3 separate regions of the Mus musculus genome follow, and all the other regions are linked to region 1. The links are chromatin contacts, called in public HiChIP or PLAC-seq and Micro-C maps. All regions are on one chromosome and are shown on one strand. Each heading gives the region's core, a stretch centred on a gene start, on an enhancer-like site or on the middle of the called end of the contact. The rest is flanking DNA. Distances are from core to core; before and after follow the strand shown. Region 1 overlaps Prkar2b (protein kinase, cAMP dependent regulatory, type II beta). Region 2 has its middle 26 kb from the start of Gm40374. Region 3 overlaps 5430401H09Rik (a long non-coding RNA gene).

Region 1 (4,991 bases), core at 1,049-3,548:
GTCAAAGAAGGGGAACACGTAATTGACCAAGGTGATGACGGTGACAACTTTTACGTCATTGACAGGTAAGTCATCTGGCTTTATTACTGAAGTTTAAAAACCTACTGTGTGGGCTGGAGAGATGGGTCAGGGGCTAAGAGCACTGACTGCTCTTCCAGAGGTCCTGAGTTCAATTCCCAGCAACCACATAGTGGCTCACAGCCATCTGTAATGGGGATCTGATGCCCTCTTCTGGTGTGTCTGAAGACAGCTACAGTGTACTCACGTATATGAAATAAATAAAGAAATAAATCTTAAAAAAAAAAAAAAAACCTGTGTAAAACCCTAGCAGTTGCTATGACAACCAACAGGTTAATCTGATAATTGTTTCTCTTCAACCTTACTACTGTATGATGTAAACATCTCATGAATATATACAACAGAGCTGCAGCAGGTCATGCAAGGAGTCAGTTTATAGAAGAAGTAAATCTGTAAGTCACAGAAATGAATGTGCCTTGATTTGCTCGTTCATATTGGGCAGGTAGAAAGTAATATTGCCATATAGTAGATGCTAATTACAGTGAGAATTGGAGCAAGACATGGTACCAAAGAATCTAAGTGATGGTATAGCCCACTCAGTATCGCCACAATACAATGTCCTTATTATTAACTAAAAGAATCAGGTATTCCAGAAGGCATAGGGTAAGGAAGGGAGCCTTTTCCCCTACTGTTTTAGTATCCTTTAACCAGTAGAGTGAGCACTTCCTGTGTCCTCACAGAAATTGGGTAGTATTATAGTTGTCTTTTAAAATGTTTTAGAGTGGTTTTTGTTTTGTTTTGTTTGTTTGTTTTTTGAAATAGGTTTTACTATGTAGCTCTGGCTGTCTTGGCACCTGCTGTGTAGACAGGTTGACCTTGAACACATAGAAAATATTTTATTAAACAGAAAGGATATGCACTTACTAGTATTGACAATCTGGTTTCAGAGATCTTCGACTGTTTTACCTAACCAGAGAACAATATGGTGGATAGATGAGCCTCCGACCCTCCGTAGCACATGAGCAGGGTGTTCTTCACCTTAGAGTCAGGCGGGGTTTCTGTGGCAGTTGGTGTCCCTAGCTGCTCAGTTTTGTGAGGAACACAGATCGTCTCCCCACCTGATCTACTAGCAGTTCTGGTCCTCTGGGTAGAATTGTGGTCAGCTGGTAATTACACCTCCTCTTGGCTCCCTTTCCTAATCATATAGGAACTGTGCAACTGTGCATCTTCCTCCTCCTCCTCCTCCTCCTGCTCCTCCTCTTCCTCCTCCTCCTCCTCCTTCTCCTCCTCCTCCTTCTCCTCCTCCTCCTCCTCCTGCTCCTCCTGCTCCTCCTCCTCCTCCTGCTCCTCCTCCTCCTCCTGCTCCTCCTCCTCCTCCTCTCCTCCTTCTCCTTCTGCTCCTCCTCCTCCTCCTTCTGCTCCTCCTCCTCCTCCTTCTGCTCCTCCTCCTCCTCCTCTTCCTTCTGCTCCTCCTCCTCCTCCTTCTGCTCCTCCTCCTCCTCCTCTTCCTCCTGCTCCTCCTCCTCCTGCTCCTCCTCCTCCTCTTTCTCCTCCTCCTCCTGCTCCTCCTGCTCCTCCTCCTCTTTCTCCTCCTCCTCCTCCTCCTCCTGCTCCTCCTGCTCCTCCTCCTCCTCCTCCTCCTCCTGCTCCTCCTCCTCCTCTTCCTCCTCCTCCTCCTCCTCTTCCTCCTCCTCCTGCTCCTCCTCCTCCTCCTCCTCCTCCTCCTTCTTCTTGTTTGGTTTTGTTTTTCAAGAGATTGGGTTTCTCTGTGTAGCCCTGGCTGTCCTGGAACTCACTCTGCAGACCAGGCTGGCCTCAAAACTCAGAGATCTGCCTACCTCTGCCTCCCAAGTGCTGAAATTAAAGGTGTGTGCCCCGCATTGCCCAGCAGTTCCCTGGGTAAAATGCCGTCATGCCTTTCAGTTGGGGCCTTGGCTCATTTCTCCTTTCTCCTGGTGCCCTTCCACCGCAACGCTAGCCAGGGTTAGGGATAGAGCCTAACCCCGACATATCCCTTTGTGTACGGCAGAGTCATAGTTTTGATGTCACAGCCTTCACTAACAAAACCGCTTAGAAATCCACTCATTTTTTTTAAATTTTAATTGAGTGATAGGTGAGAGCCCCAGGTGCAGTCCAGTTCTTGCAGTGGGTGTGTTTTACAACGTGCTCTCCAGTCAGAGCCTAACCTCCCATTGGCATAGGAACCACTCCAGCTCACAGGAGCTGGGCTGCTGATTGAGGTCACCCACATAGTCAGTGCGTCTGGCCCACAGCCAGATCTCCTGTCACCAGCTTCTGTTCAGGCTCATTGCTCTGTCATGCACTGCCTGAGGCCTCATAACGTCAGTCAGTACGAAGAGCAGCTGCCACCTGTTTACAGACTTCCCACTGAGGCCCTCCTCCCACCGAGGCTCTCCGCTGGGCTGCTTTCACCCTCACCAGGGCACTTTGGTTTTATATTTTTTTCTTTTCTTTTTTCAGTATAAATGGCAGGGTTTAAAATACTGGTTTAAAAGTAATTATCCGTGGAACAAATTCTAGGGTGTTTCCTCAGAAGCACCATTCTATCCACAAATTAAAGGGCAACCATTTTCTCCCGTATTAGGTAATGTCTTTTGTTTCTGTTCCTGTAGATTTCTTTACTAGTCACAGTCTTTTCCTAATCCTTAAAAGCTGTCCCTGCCAGCTGGTGGTGCACGCCTTTAACCCCAGCACTTGGGAGGCAGAGTCAGGCAGATCTCTGTGAGTTTAAGGCCAGGCTGGTCTACAGAGTGAGTTCCAGGGCAGAGAAACCCTATCATCAAAACCAAGACCAAAACCAAACCAAACCAAACCAAACAAACAAAAAACTGTCCGCTTTTGCACTACCACATCTTTGTCCAGGATTTTTACCAACAGAATAAAGCTGCCTCCCAGGTACCCCAGCCAGCCTTGAAACCATGTTCTCTACTGAGTACAGAATGTGGGAAGACGGCTCTGTGAGAAAAATAGCTTATATGAGTGTAGGGCCTGGTGACCTGAGCACAGGGACGTGTAAATGGAGTCTGTTTTCTCAAGGGAAAACCAACACAGAAACATCTACAGAAAGACCAAGGCCGGAAGCTTGGTCTGATCTCCTACCACTTTCTAGTTTCAGCTTGGAGCTGACCTAAAGTGAGGGGTCAAGGAAGGAGTGTTAAGGCTTCATGGGCCAATATGGCCTAAAAATTCAATTCTGCTTGTAACCCAAACCAGCTATGTATAATAAAGACAACATTTGTGTTCTAATAAGACTTTATTGGCAGCTGGCCTGGGGGCCAGCTCCTGCCATAGTTTATAAAGGACTCATCAGCAGATTGTTAGAACTGAATTCCTTTAAAAAAAAATAGCCATTTTCGCTTGGTCTTAGAAGCCATGTACTTAATACATGTCTGTTAAGTACGCAGTCAATGACCTGGCATACCTCACAGTTCTTACTGTCTGAGACAAGTCCAGCTAGTGTTTGGTGTATGTTGCAGAGATGACTTTCTGCGCACACTCTATCCCTGACTCTAACTTTGTTTAGTTCCCTTTTCCCTGTGGGTTGTCCCTGTCCTGGTGTAGTTGATAGCCATTTCAATAGGTCTGGAACAGATGAGCACACACTGTTATCATCAGGGATAGGCAGGCAGCATCAAGATTGCATTGCACGGGGCTCTTCTCTGAAGCTCTGCTGCACTGTAACTAATGTTGCCTGAGTCACACTGTCTCTGACTTCCATATGAATTTATATATGTCCAACAGAGGAACATTTGATATTTATGTAAAATGTGATGGCGTTGGAAGATGCGTCGGTAACTATGATAACCGTGGGAGTTTTGGAGAACTGGCCTTAATGTACAATACACCCAGAGCAGCTACAATCACTGCTACCTCTCCTGGTGCTCTGTGGGGTTTGGTGAGTAAAATATTTGCTTGACCTAAATGTTGTTGTTTTTGAAAATTATCATGGCAGTAGATAGGCAGATATCCCCAGTCTGTATTTTAATTTTGATTGGTGGTTTTATTTGGGATCACAAGTCATTGGCATTCGTTAAGCATTTGCTAAGATGCTACACTGTTAAGCACAAAGTCTGTGCTGAACCAAAGCTTTATGTCCTGTCTCTCCCCAAGTCAGGAGCCTGAACACACTGGCCTTTGGGAATGACATCGGATCCACAGTGTTCCTTTCTTGTCCATGCTTAAAAACCACAACAGCTGGAGCGCTGACTCAGTCAGTAAGGTGCCTGCTGGACGAGAACGAGGCTCTTTGTTGGATCCCCAGAACCAATGTAAAAAGTTGAGCAGAGTGGCTTGTGCCTTTAACTCCAACGTCGGGGAAGCAGTTGTGGAGACACACAGATCCCCAAAGCTCATGGGCTAGCCGGTCTGGCCAATCAGTGAGCTTGAGGTTCAGTGAGAGACCTTGTTTCCGAGATGGAGAGCAACCCAGGAAAGACATCTCACATCAGTCTCTGGCCTCTATATGCACATGTGCATCGTGCACAAGCATCCGATCACACATACGCACATACCCTCAACTAACAAGTATGAATACTGTACCACACACACATAGACACACACACACACACATCCACAGCCTTTTTCTCAACTAGATCTCTGAAGTAAGTAGTGTAGTCTGTAAACCAGTGATTTTCAGAGTGACCAACTGAAAGTCACAACTGGGAACTTCTTAGAAACATCCCAGGCATCCCAAGAGCTCCTGCACCAAGAACTCTGGAAACGGGGCACAGCAAGCCTATACTGGCAGGAGCCTTCCATGTGATTCTGATGTGTGCTGCACTTTGAAAAAGCATGGGAAAAGAGCGAAGGAAGCAAGCAAGCAAACAACAACAACAAACAAACCAGTTCTCTTGGTAGTGGTATTCAATGATTGGCATTGTAGAGTAAAATACCTGTTCTTTTCATTTCCGATACTGGAAAAAAAGTCTTGCCGGGATTCTACACAAATCTGA
Region 2 (4,991 bases), core at 628-3,127, 200 kb before region 1:
GGGGCCAGTTAACCAGCCAATTTAGCAGAATTTGTGTGGTGGTCCCTTGCAGGCTTCACAGCGGTCAGGGGAAAATGATCAGGACTAGATAAGAATGGAACTCGGTTCAGCCTGATTTTATTGTAACCAGCGCTAAACCAGAACTTCTAGAGTCTGGCTCAGATCGTTTTACTTTAGGTATATTTAAGCCCAGCACAATTGGGGGCAGGGGTGGGGGGAGAAGAAAGGTATTCAGATAACAACTCAGTCCCAAGTTCACAACAATTTTAAGACATGTTTGTATTGAGGCTTTTTGCAAAGAACATATGGCTTCATCCATAAGATGACTTCTTGTTGACTTGGAAACAATGTTCAAGATAAAGTTGTAGGGAGAACAATTGATGTAATACATAATGCCTGTGGGGGCCAAGATTGGTCTGGCTCGAAGATAACACAGAAGACACTTGGGCTGTTGTAAAGAGCAAGTGACATCACGCATAAAAATGAGTTTAATGGTCTAAGAGCAATGCTTAAGATCTAGTGGGAAAGGGTCTGGGATAAGTTAATACTGGGAGACATGGGCAGAGCCTGTCTCATCAGACAGCAAAGGACCACCAGGCTGTAAAACTCCATCATTCCTGGCACTCTAGGAAGAAACAGTTGTGCACTTCATTCCATTGAAGAGGTGAGCAGTGCGTTTAACTTTCCTGGCTTCTCCAGTGCTTCTCTGTGTGCACCAGGCCCCTTTGCCTGCTGCAGATCTGTAAGCTTCAGGTTGTAAAAGGCCTGGCCTAAAAAAATTAAGATGAAGAGTAATAAAGGATACCTGATGTGTAGACTCTAGTCTACACATGTGCACGTGCGCACACACACACACACTAAAATAATAATAATAATAAAAGAGAATAAAAATAGTCACCATACTTCTTTATAATAACTAAAATTTGCAAACAGCCCTTAAAGTCTCTCTACAGGAGATCAATTAGCTAAGTGCCATTGAATTAAGAGCTGGGGATGTGGCTCTAATTGATAGTGCTTGCCTAGAGTGCACACAAGTGAGGCTTCAACCACTTGCCCTGAATAAACTAGATATGATGGTGCACACCTCTAATCCCAACGTGAAAGTTAAGGGCAGGAGGACATTCTAGGTTATTCTCTAATACTTAAGGAGTTTGAGGCCAGCCTATGCTAGATACTCTGTCTCAAAAATCAATTTAAAAATGTAAGTGGTGGTAAGTATGTGCATACATAAAAAGTTTGGGAGTATATATATATATATATATATATATATATATACTCACACTGGTGTTTGTTTTTGTTTTTTTGTACTAGGGAATTGAATCTAAGGCCTTACACATGGAAGACAAACACTACCAATAAGCTGTATCTTCAGCCATTTTTATTTTTATTTTTATTTTTATTTCACTATATAGCCCTAAGTTACAGGGGCTTGCCTTGAACTCACACTGTAACCCAGGCAGACCTTGAGCTTGGGATCTTTCTGCCTCAGCCTCCTGAGTGTCTGGGAGCTATAGCTTATACTATTAATAGTGATAGTTTTTTCTGTGCATTAACTTTTTTTCATTTGGATTTGGGGACGTTTCGAGTTTCTTAACCAGGAGAAATTAATATTTTCATTTTCTGGGGAAAAAAGATGCATTCCAAATGACAATCGTCTCTTTGTCTCTTAACGTAGATCATGCTGCACTAAAAGCTCAAAGGGCGGCAGAGGGACTAAATTTGAAGGCCTTATTATCAAGCAGTGGCTTCAAAGCTATTGTTGGAAGTTGGGATTTGAAAACAGGGACCTTGAAATCTTCAGCCTTATCCCTACCTGATGGTGATCAGTCACTGCTAAAACTGGCCTTGATCTCTGTTCAACAATAGCAGTGCTTTGAAGAAGGTGCCACCTGCCACTAAGTCAGTCAGGAGAGTCCTGCTTGCTGCAGCTCTTCCCAACTGCAGACCTGGTGCTGCCTGTGTGGTCCTGCTGGGCTTTCCAGCTCGCATCTGAAGTCCCCTGAGGAGGTGCAAACAGCCTGTTTTCACTCCTTGTTAATGTCAGATTCTTTTCTAAGCATTTGCTCATTAACACAACTGAGTAAATCTTGCTGCCTGCTGCTTTAGTAGGAATTATCCCCTAAGCGGGGCTCGGTGTGGTTCTGAGTCAGGGGGCCTGTGGCCTATCAAGGGATGCAAGGCCACTTTGCAGTGTGGAGCAGCAAGCACCATGTGCCTCTCAGCAGAGGAACAATCGCCTGGCAATCGACCCCAGAATCTTCTAGTTTTACTTTAGAATTAAAATAGCTTCCTATTGTCTGGCAGAAAGCCACCCACCATTTCCGACCATTGCAAGGTTTATGGTTGAACAGTGCTTTCTGCAACCTGATGTGTTTGGTAGGTAAGTCTACACAAGTCCCCACTGCACACACACACACACACACACACACACACCACCTTTCCTCTGCACCATCACAAAGCACTTGTTCTGTTAAGCTACCAGCCCTGTGGCTACAAAGGGCTTCCCCTGAGGAAGTCTCATAGCCACAAAGAAGTACCAAACCCTTGACTACCCCCACCCCACCCCGTTCTCACCCCAGCTGTGCTCAGTCCACAGTTTCACAGTTCTAGACACCAGAGAAAACAGCCTCTCACTTTAAGAGCAACTCCTTCCTCAGGTACTAATTGCTCAACGTGAATGGACACATTTGCCGGCTTTCAGTAAGTAAATAGGCTTGGCGCCTTAAACCTCCAGAAATTTAAAAGATTCTGAATTCTTAACAGAGGAACCTTTAATGGCCAAGAAGCACTTAAGAAATATTCAACATCCTTAGCCATCAGGGAAATGCAAATCAAACGACTCTGAGACTCCATCTTACATCAGTCAGAGTGGCTAAGGTCAAAAACTCAAGTGACAGCAGATGCTGACAAGGATGTGGAACAAGGAGGAACACTCCTCCATTGCTGGTGGAAGTGCAAATTTGTACAACCACTCTGGAAATCAATTTGGCAGTTTTTCAGAAACTTTGGAATAGTTCTACTCTAAGACCCAGCTATACCACTCCTGGGCATATACTCTAAAGATGCCCCACTACAGCACAAGGGTATGTGCTCCACTATGATCATAGCAGCGTTATTCATAATAGCCAGAAACTAAAAACAACCTGATCCCCTCAACTGAAGAATGGATAAAGCAAATGTGGTACATTTACACAATGGAATACTATTCAGCTATTAAAAGCAAAGACATCATGAAATTTGCAGGCAAGTGAATGGATCTTGATATTCTCATGTTGACCCAAAGAAACTAAGTAACAAGGAGGCCCTTAGAAGCAGAAACAAAATAGTCATGGGTAGTGAATGGAGAGAAGGAACTGGGTGAGAGAGGGTGTGAGGAGGGGAACAGGGGTGAGGTTCAGATGTGGGGAGGGGGTGAAGGAGAGGGCTTGTAGTGAGAACAGAAATCGATGAGGAGCATCTCTGGAACTGGCTGGAGATCTTGGATGGAGGAAGCTCTGAGGAATCTATTGAGGTGATCCTAGCTGTGATTTCTATCAGTGGTAGATATGGAGACTGAAGTGGCCACTTCTTGTATCCAGGCAGGACTTCCAGTGGAGGGAAGGGGACATCAACCCACCCACAAAACCTTCTTCAACCCAAAATTTGTCCTACTTACAAAATGTGCAGGAATAAAGATAGAGCAGAGATTGAGGGAATGACCAACCAATGTCTGTCCCAACTTGAGACCCATCCCATGGGAGAGAGCCAGCCCCTGATGCTATTAATGATATTCTGTTATGGTTGCAGACAGGAGCCTAGTATAAGTGTCTCCTGAGAGGCTTCCTCCAGCAACTGATGGAAACAGATGCAGAGACCCACAGCCAAACATCAGGCAGAGGTAAAGAAACCTTGTGAAAGAGTGTGAGATAGAATTGAGCAAGCCAGACGGGTCAAGGACACCACAAGAAGACCTACAGAGTCAACTAACCTGGGCCCATTGGGGGCTCACGGTGACTGCCTCACCAGCCGAAGAGAATGCAGGGGCTGTACCTAGGCCCCCTACACATTTGGAGCAGATGTGCAGCTTGGTCTTCATGTGGGTTACTTAACAATCGAAATGGGGGCTGTCTCTGACTTTGTTGCCTGCCATTGGGTACCCTTCCCCTACCTGGACTGCCTGGTTGGGTCTCAGTAGAAGATTAGTCTTGCTGGGACTAGATGTCTCAGGCGGAGATGGTACTCAAAGGGGAGCTTCCCCTTCTCATCAGGGAAGGAGAGGGGACAATTGGGGGAGCGATTGGTAAGGGTGGGACTGGGAAGAGAATAGGGAGGGGCCTGAAATTGGGATACAAAATGAATAAATAAATTAATGAGGAAAAAAATAACTAAAAGATTCCGAGAGTCACCGGTCCAGGAAGCGATGCAGAGTAAACAGGTTAGGTTGTGAACACAGTACAGCAATTTAGAAAAATTTATTTTCCAGTTGGAGCAAGGGAGGTAGTAGCAATTTAAAATAGATGGGACAGGATAAAGAGTGGGTACAGACTTTGGTGTTAGGTCATCTAAAACCAAGAGGCAATTTTCACCTGAATAAGTTATCCCATCTCTTCACTGTTGACTCTCGTATTTACAGTAAAGCACAGAGACACAGTACTGACTCTACAGATTTGCTGTCCAATTAAATGAAAGACTAAATGAGAAGAGTAGGTGGGTCTACAGTCTGGCCAGGAGTTATCACTCAATAATGTTACCTATTATTGGGTTGTTCTTTTCCAAGAAAGCCTGAAGAATCTCTGGAATTGGGGTATTTGGTGGGTCCATCCTTGGTGTGTGACTTCCAGGAGTTCTTTACAGATGTTTCTCCAATAAGACTTCAAAGCAAAAATAATTTCCATTCAATATCAGATAATAAGAAATCTTCAAAATAGCGTCAAGCTTCTCTGAAGAACTATTCTAATCCATGCAAATTAGCTTCTGGTTCTAGGCCTATTACAGATTAAACAGAGACGCTG
Region 3 (4,991 bases), core at 1,468-3,967, 130 kb before region 1:
CTTATGTCCTCTCACTTTAAGGTCTAGGACAGACACGCTTGGCTATAGCCCTCACATCACGTACTCGGACATAGCTGCAGTGGCAATTGGAAATGGAAGTTAGAATCCTTAGCTTGTCAAGCCAGTATTAGCAGCCTTTTTGCCATAGGAAAGCACCAGGTAAACAATTCTGCTAACCTTAGGAGCTACAAAACTGACTTGTATGTCTCTGACATAACTTCATCTGGTCTCTCTATGCCTACTGGGTTGTAAAACTTGAATGCCCAGAATATGAGTTTAGGGCTATTACCATCTGGGAGATGAAACTCTAAATAGAATCTTTCATGCGTGAATATAATAGACAACAGCAGAGCCATCTATTCACTTCCTGGCCTCAAGACCCTGGACTCAGTAGTATTTGCGGAGAATCTGAAGAACCCTGTCTTAGTCAGGGTTTCTATTCCTGCACAAACATCAGGACCAAGAAGCAAGCTGGGGAGGAAAGGGTTTATTCGGCTTACACTTCCACACTGCTGTTCATCACCAAAGGAAGTCAGGACTGGAACTCAAGCAGGTCAGAAAGCAGGAGCTGATGCAGAGGCCATGGAGGGATGTTCTTTACTGGCTTGCTCAGCCTGCTCTCTTATAGAACCCAAGACTACCAGCCCAGAGATGGTCCCACTCACAAGGGGCCTTTCCCCCTTGATCACTAGATGAGAAAATGCCTTATAGCTGGATCTCGTGGAGACATTTCCTCAACTGAGGCTTCTTTCTGTGTGATAACTCCAGCCTGTGTCAAGTTGACACCCAAAACCAGCCAGTACAAACCCCTTTCTGGAACTCTCTCTCACATGGTCTGATTATTGATTTTATTTTATTTTATATTTTATTTACTTTTTGCCATTCCTGGAAGTTTAGGCCAATCGCAGAACCCAGACTTGACCAGGGAAATAATCTTGCCTAAGCCTTCAAATCTGGAATGTGTTGGCACTAAAAAATATATAAGAACTTTTGTTAACTGTCGTTTTTCAGAGCCTTTCCCCCATGCTTAACACAACCAGTCACTTGAAAAAAGAATTCCTTCTAATTTCACACAAGTTACCAGGTAGCATGTTTAGTTTTGAGTGCTTCACTCCCCATGAGCCCCACCTAAAATCATAAAGTGACTGTGGTGGAGACTTCAGGCTTAGTGTCCTGGACATTGACATTCCCCTAAGGCTTTGAACTCCCTGGCGTGGAACTGTCATGGAGGAGGCTGGGCCCTGGCTTCTGCTGCCTCTAAAAGCTCAGAGCAGTGTTTATAAGCAGGTCCAGCACTCTAACCTAAATAAAACCTAGAAGTGTGGGAAGGGAACCATTTACAAGCCGTCCAGGTCAGACCCATGTATACAAAAACAAACACAGGTTTTCCTTTAGCCTCAAATTATTTCCAGATCCACAGGGGGGGTTTAAAAAATGCTTGTCACCCCACCTTGTTTTACAGAGAATGACTGCATTGTTTCCATCTTTCTTGAGCCGATCAAAGGTACCTCCAGTTTGTTATTGACTCCATGTCAATTAGATTAACCTGTCATGACCTGGTTCCTATTCAAAGTCCCAAATCTATGTATGATTTAGAATTAGGTTCAGCAGTAAGAAAGACAAAACTCCTTAAGTAACAATGGCTCAGAGCAAGATAACAAATTTGTTTCTCTCTCAATTAAAAAGAGCCTAGAATTACTGCCCAGTGTCGGTCTGAGCACTCTGTCTGTCAGAACTCAGCTCCTCTATACTCTGCCTGCTATGTTAACATGTCTGCTGGGGTGTTCCCTCGTGTGTCTCAATGGTTCCTTGCATACCAGCAATCACATCTGTCCGACATCCTAATAAATAAATTTAAAAAAGGATAATTTGTATTTTATCATTTTAACAGTATAAAACTTCTAAATGGCCTTCTTTGTATGCCGTGTTTCACTACTCAGCTGAAGCTCTTCTGCTGAGTAAACACATATGAAATATCACTGAATTGCCCAAAGGAGTGCACAGCAAAATGGGAAGAATGAGAGAGAGAGAGAGAGAGAGAGAGAGAGAGAGAGAGAGAGAGAGAGCAGGCCAGGGACAGTGGTTTATGCCTGTAATCTCAGAACTTAGGAGGCAGAGGCAGGAGAAATTGCTGTTAGTTTGAAACTCTCCTGGGCTACAAAGTGAGTTCAGGTTACACTGAATGGCATAATGAGACTTCAGTCTCAAGAAAACAGAAGTCAACTTAAGAATCCCTGTTTGGGGACAGAGGGGCCATCTGATAAGAGGAACCTGGCCCCGATGACCTGAAGTAGAAGCCCCTCTCCCCATGTATCCTCTCAGACTTACAGAGGACCGTGACAGGAACTTACAACACGCTTTTGTTGTGTTTTATGGTTGAGATTTCAGAGTTAATTTATTCCACTCTTCCTAGACTAGTATCTAAATAAATAAAAGAACACATTGGCACTTGGTGTTTTGTTTTGTTTTGTTTTTTAAGCGACAAGAAATAATATAGGAACGAAATCTTAGCCCGTCATATAGGAAGACAAGAATGACTCTGAACGCAGCAGGCAATAACTGTCTCATGACCGCAGCAGGCAATAACTGTCTCATGACCATGTTGGCCTAGGGTCTGGCTTCTGAGATGGCTGTCTGGCCAGGATCCACCACCCTTCCAATGCAGCCTTCTTCTCCTTATCTTCTCCTCCACCCCCATGCTCACCCTTGGCCTCCTCTTATCGTCCTCCAGGCTGTCAGAGGACTCCTGCTATTGCTCAGTGCTGACGTTGGAACCCTGGCATACACCCCTTCTTGGCTCTTTCTCATCTCCTTGGCTTCACCCTGGGCCTTTTCCTTGGCCTTGGCCTTGGCTTTGGCCTTGGCCTTTACCTTAGCTCTCCTGCCTGGCTCCCAGCCAGCACTCAGAGTGCCCCCTGCCCAGCCCCTCCTGATAACTGGTTCCCTATAACCCAGTCACCCTTAGGTGAGTGACCTCCTCAGGGTTAGTAAAACACTCTTTTCTAGAAAGATTTTTCTTTCTTTCTCATACTTTCTTGTAGCTGAGTTTAAAAAATGTTCACACTCACACTCCCAACGTTCAAATTATCTATTAAATAAAAAGAGGGAAGCAATGTTTACTGAGTACTTTGCCCATAGGATAACTGCTTCTCTATTTCACTTAATCATTGCCAAAGCAGGTCTTGGAGGGGGGTATCATAATTTCACTTTCTGAAGGAAAACAGACAAACAAACAAAAACCTAAGGCTCTGAAGGACTAAGTTACTGCCCAGCCGATAAGAAGAATAGCTGGAGTCTGAACGAGGTTCATTCACCCCAAAGCCTACTCACTTTTCCCGCCTGGATGGAGCTACGATGATTGTCGTAAGCATCCAGCGTTCCAGGAGCCTGGAGAAACCACCACGTATGCACGGGTGGAATCTGAGTTGGACACAAGTGCACTTAACACTTCTCTTGACAGCTCAAATCACAGAACACACGAACTTACCATCTGTCAGTGACATTAACTTGAGCAGTGGCTTAAAAAACAAAACAAAACAAAAACACAGTTGGTAAAATAATAAGGACACACCTTCAAACAGCAATGTGCAAATGAAAGGTTTAGAGAGCTAGTTATCTTTAGGTGTAGCTGAAAAAAAAAAATACTTTCAAATAGGTGGTAGGCAACGAGTTAACTGTGACTCTACAAAGCAATCCTCATACTACATTTTAAGGTTGGTGACAGTGTTGTTTTTGGTACTCTTGCTCTTTGGAGCATGACTTCAGGATTTGTGGTCAGAAGCACGAGGTGGAGAAGTCCTGATACAATCTTTGTACTGTACGGTTGCCGTCTGGACTTCATTGACTATCCCGGAGCGATCCAGCACAAGTGACAAGTGAAGACCTTGGCTGTGTTTCAGAAGCACAATTACAACTCTTGGGGTAAAGAGCCTCAGCGACAAGGCCCAGGAAAGCAGGTGTATTGAGAATTAGAGGTGAGTGGTAAGGTTAAAACCCTGGAGATGTAAGTAGTATGGAGACGCAAGCACTATACAGTAGTCACACATGGGCCAGAGATGCGCCTGTGTCAGCATCAGCTGAGATTGGTTGGATGATACGGAGAGTTGGAGCCAGGCCTGGAAGTACATACTTATAGCCCTAAGCATATGGAATGATGGGACAAGAGCATGCAAGTTCAAGACCAGCCTGGCTCGGGATACAGCTCAGTGGTAGTGTGTTTGCCTACCATGTACTAAGCCCTAGGATTTGATCTCTGGTATAAGGGAAGGGGGAAAAAAGCAGTACCAACCCTACTAAACAAAATTTCTTTGGAGCTGGGTAAGGCAAGTCTCACCAAAGATTGTCCACACAGAAACCAGAGTATAGGAATCACCCGGAGAGCCACCTGGTAGAGTCTGATCTCTCTGAGATGACCACAGGGCATTATAGTTTAAAAAAAACAATCCTCTCTAACAGCCCTCCTAGCTTGACTATGACTCTGTGCTGGTGTGAGACATTCCAGCAACCAGCTATCTAACATCTATCATAGCTGAGAAATGGGCTCAGTTTGGGGAAACACTGATGGATATCTCCAACTCTCTTTACAAGTTACCTTTGGGAGGCAAATGTATTTCATCTTTTGTAGCAGAGACTCCTCTGCCCTGCATCTCAGCTTCTGTCCATCTAAGTCACAGCACCTAAAGTGCTAGCGTTTTGCCGGGGTTCTGGTGACTGCCCTCCCTCCTCTCCCCAGGTAGTCACAGGGGATGAAACATAAAATCAACGTGCCAGAGGTTGACCTGGGCTCTTCCACCCTCACTGTGATCTTCAGTTTCGCTGCGTGCACTCAAGGCACAAACCTGGGATTTGAGATTTCAAGCTGTGTCTGTAAACTTATTTTCAGAGACTCGGAGCGGGCCCCAGAGGAGAGGTAGGGAGTGGTCCTGGCAGCTGTTGGATGAAGCAGGTAACTGTTCCACAGCAGAGTGGGAGATTACTGGGGCTTGTAAAAG

Evidence for each region. A called contact is a pair of places that touch in the nucleus more often than the background predicts. HiChIP or PLAC-seq counts read pairs in DNA pulled down with a chosen protein or histone mark.
Region 2: an H3K27ac HiChIP or PLAC-seq map of T-cell acute lymphoblastic leukemia shows a contact between it and region 1, with 6 times the contacts expected there. The contact joins two enhancer-like sites. A contact is called at or near these places in 5 of 15 datasets of contacts at CTCF or cohesin (CD8 T cells, the NIH/3T3 cell line, large pre-B cells and 2 more), 5 of 484 Hi-C or Micro-C datasets (the C10 cell line, Sertoli cells, bone marrow-derived macrophages and 1 more), 8 of 115 datasets of contacts at active chromatin or transcription factors (the 230-238 cell line, the HPC-7 cell line, T-cell acute lymphoblastic leukemia and 5 more) and 5 of 9 other capture datasets (adipose tissue, bone marrow-derived macrophages, embryonic stem cells and 2 more).
Region 3: a Micro-C map of the G1E-ER4 cell line shows a contact between it and region 1, with 2.3 times the contacts expected there. The contact joins two enhancer-like sites. A contact is called at or near these places in 3 of 15 datasets of contacts at CTCF or cohesin (CD8 T cells, the G1E-ER4 cell line and the NIH/3T3 cell line), 15 of 484 Hi-C or Micro-C datasets (the C2C12 cell line, the G1E-ER4 cell line, the HL-1 cell line and 8 more), 7 of 115 datasets of contacts at active chromatin or transcription factors (CD8 T cells, bone marrow-derived macrophages, a colorectal cancer cell line and 4 more) and 1 of 9 other capture datasets (embryonic stem cells).

The regions. Positions count from the first base shown.
Region 1 is chr12:31,970,993-31,975,983 of GRCm38.p6, reverse strand. It overlaps Prkar2b (protein kinase, cAMP dependent regulatory, type II beta), which reads left to right. Exons shown (of 11, transcript NM_011158.4): 5 at 1-65; 6 at 3,781-3,934. Among named protein-coding and RNA genes, the nearest start is that of Hbp1, 23 kb to the right of the region's middle. Within about 2 kb of position 2,298, at least 137 of the 459 cell types and tissues checked have an H3K27ac peak or open chromatin away from gene starts, as enhancers often do. A contact at or near this core is called in CD8 T cells, the G1E-ER4 cell line, T-cell acute lymphoblastic leukemia and 2 more, where this site is marked.
Region 2 is chr12:32,166,442-32,171,432 of GRCm38.p6, reverse strand. No RefSeq gene overlaps it. Among named protein-coding and RNA genes, the nearest start is that of Gm40374, 26 kb to the right of the region's middle. Within about 2 kb of position 1,877, at least 68 of the 459 cell types and tissues checked have an H3K27ac peak or open chromatin away from gene starts, as enhancers often do. A contact at or near this core is called in CD8 T cells, T-cell acute lymphoblastic leukemia, double positive thymocytes and 1 more, where this site is marked.
Region 3 is chr12:32,102,372-32,107,362 of GRCm38.p6, reverse strand. 5430401H09Rik (a long non-coding RNA gene) reads left to right here. Exons shown (of 7, transcript XR_872651.3): 4 at 22-159; 5 at 3,755-3,974; 6 at 4,883-4,945. Among named protein-coding and RNA genes, the nearest start is that of Gm51991, 6.1 kb to the left of the region's middle. Within about 2 kb of position 2,717, at least 43 of the 459 cell types and tissues checked have an H3K27ac peak or open chromatin away from gene starts, as enhancers often do. A contact at or near this core is called in the G1E-ER4 cell line, where this site is marked.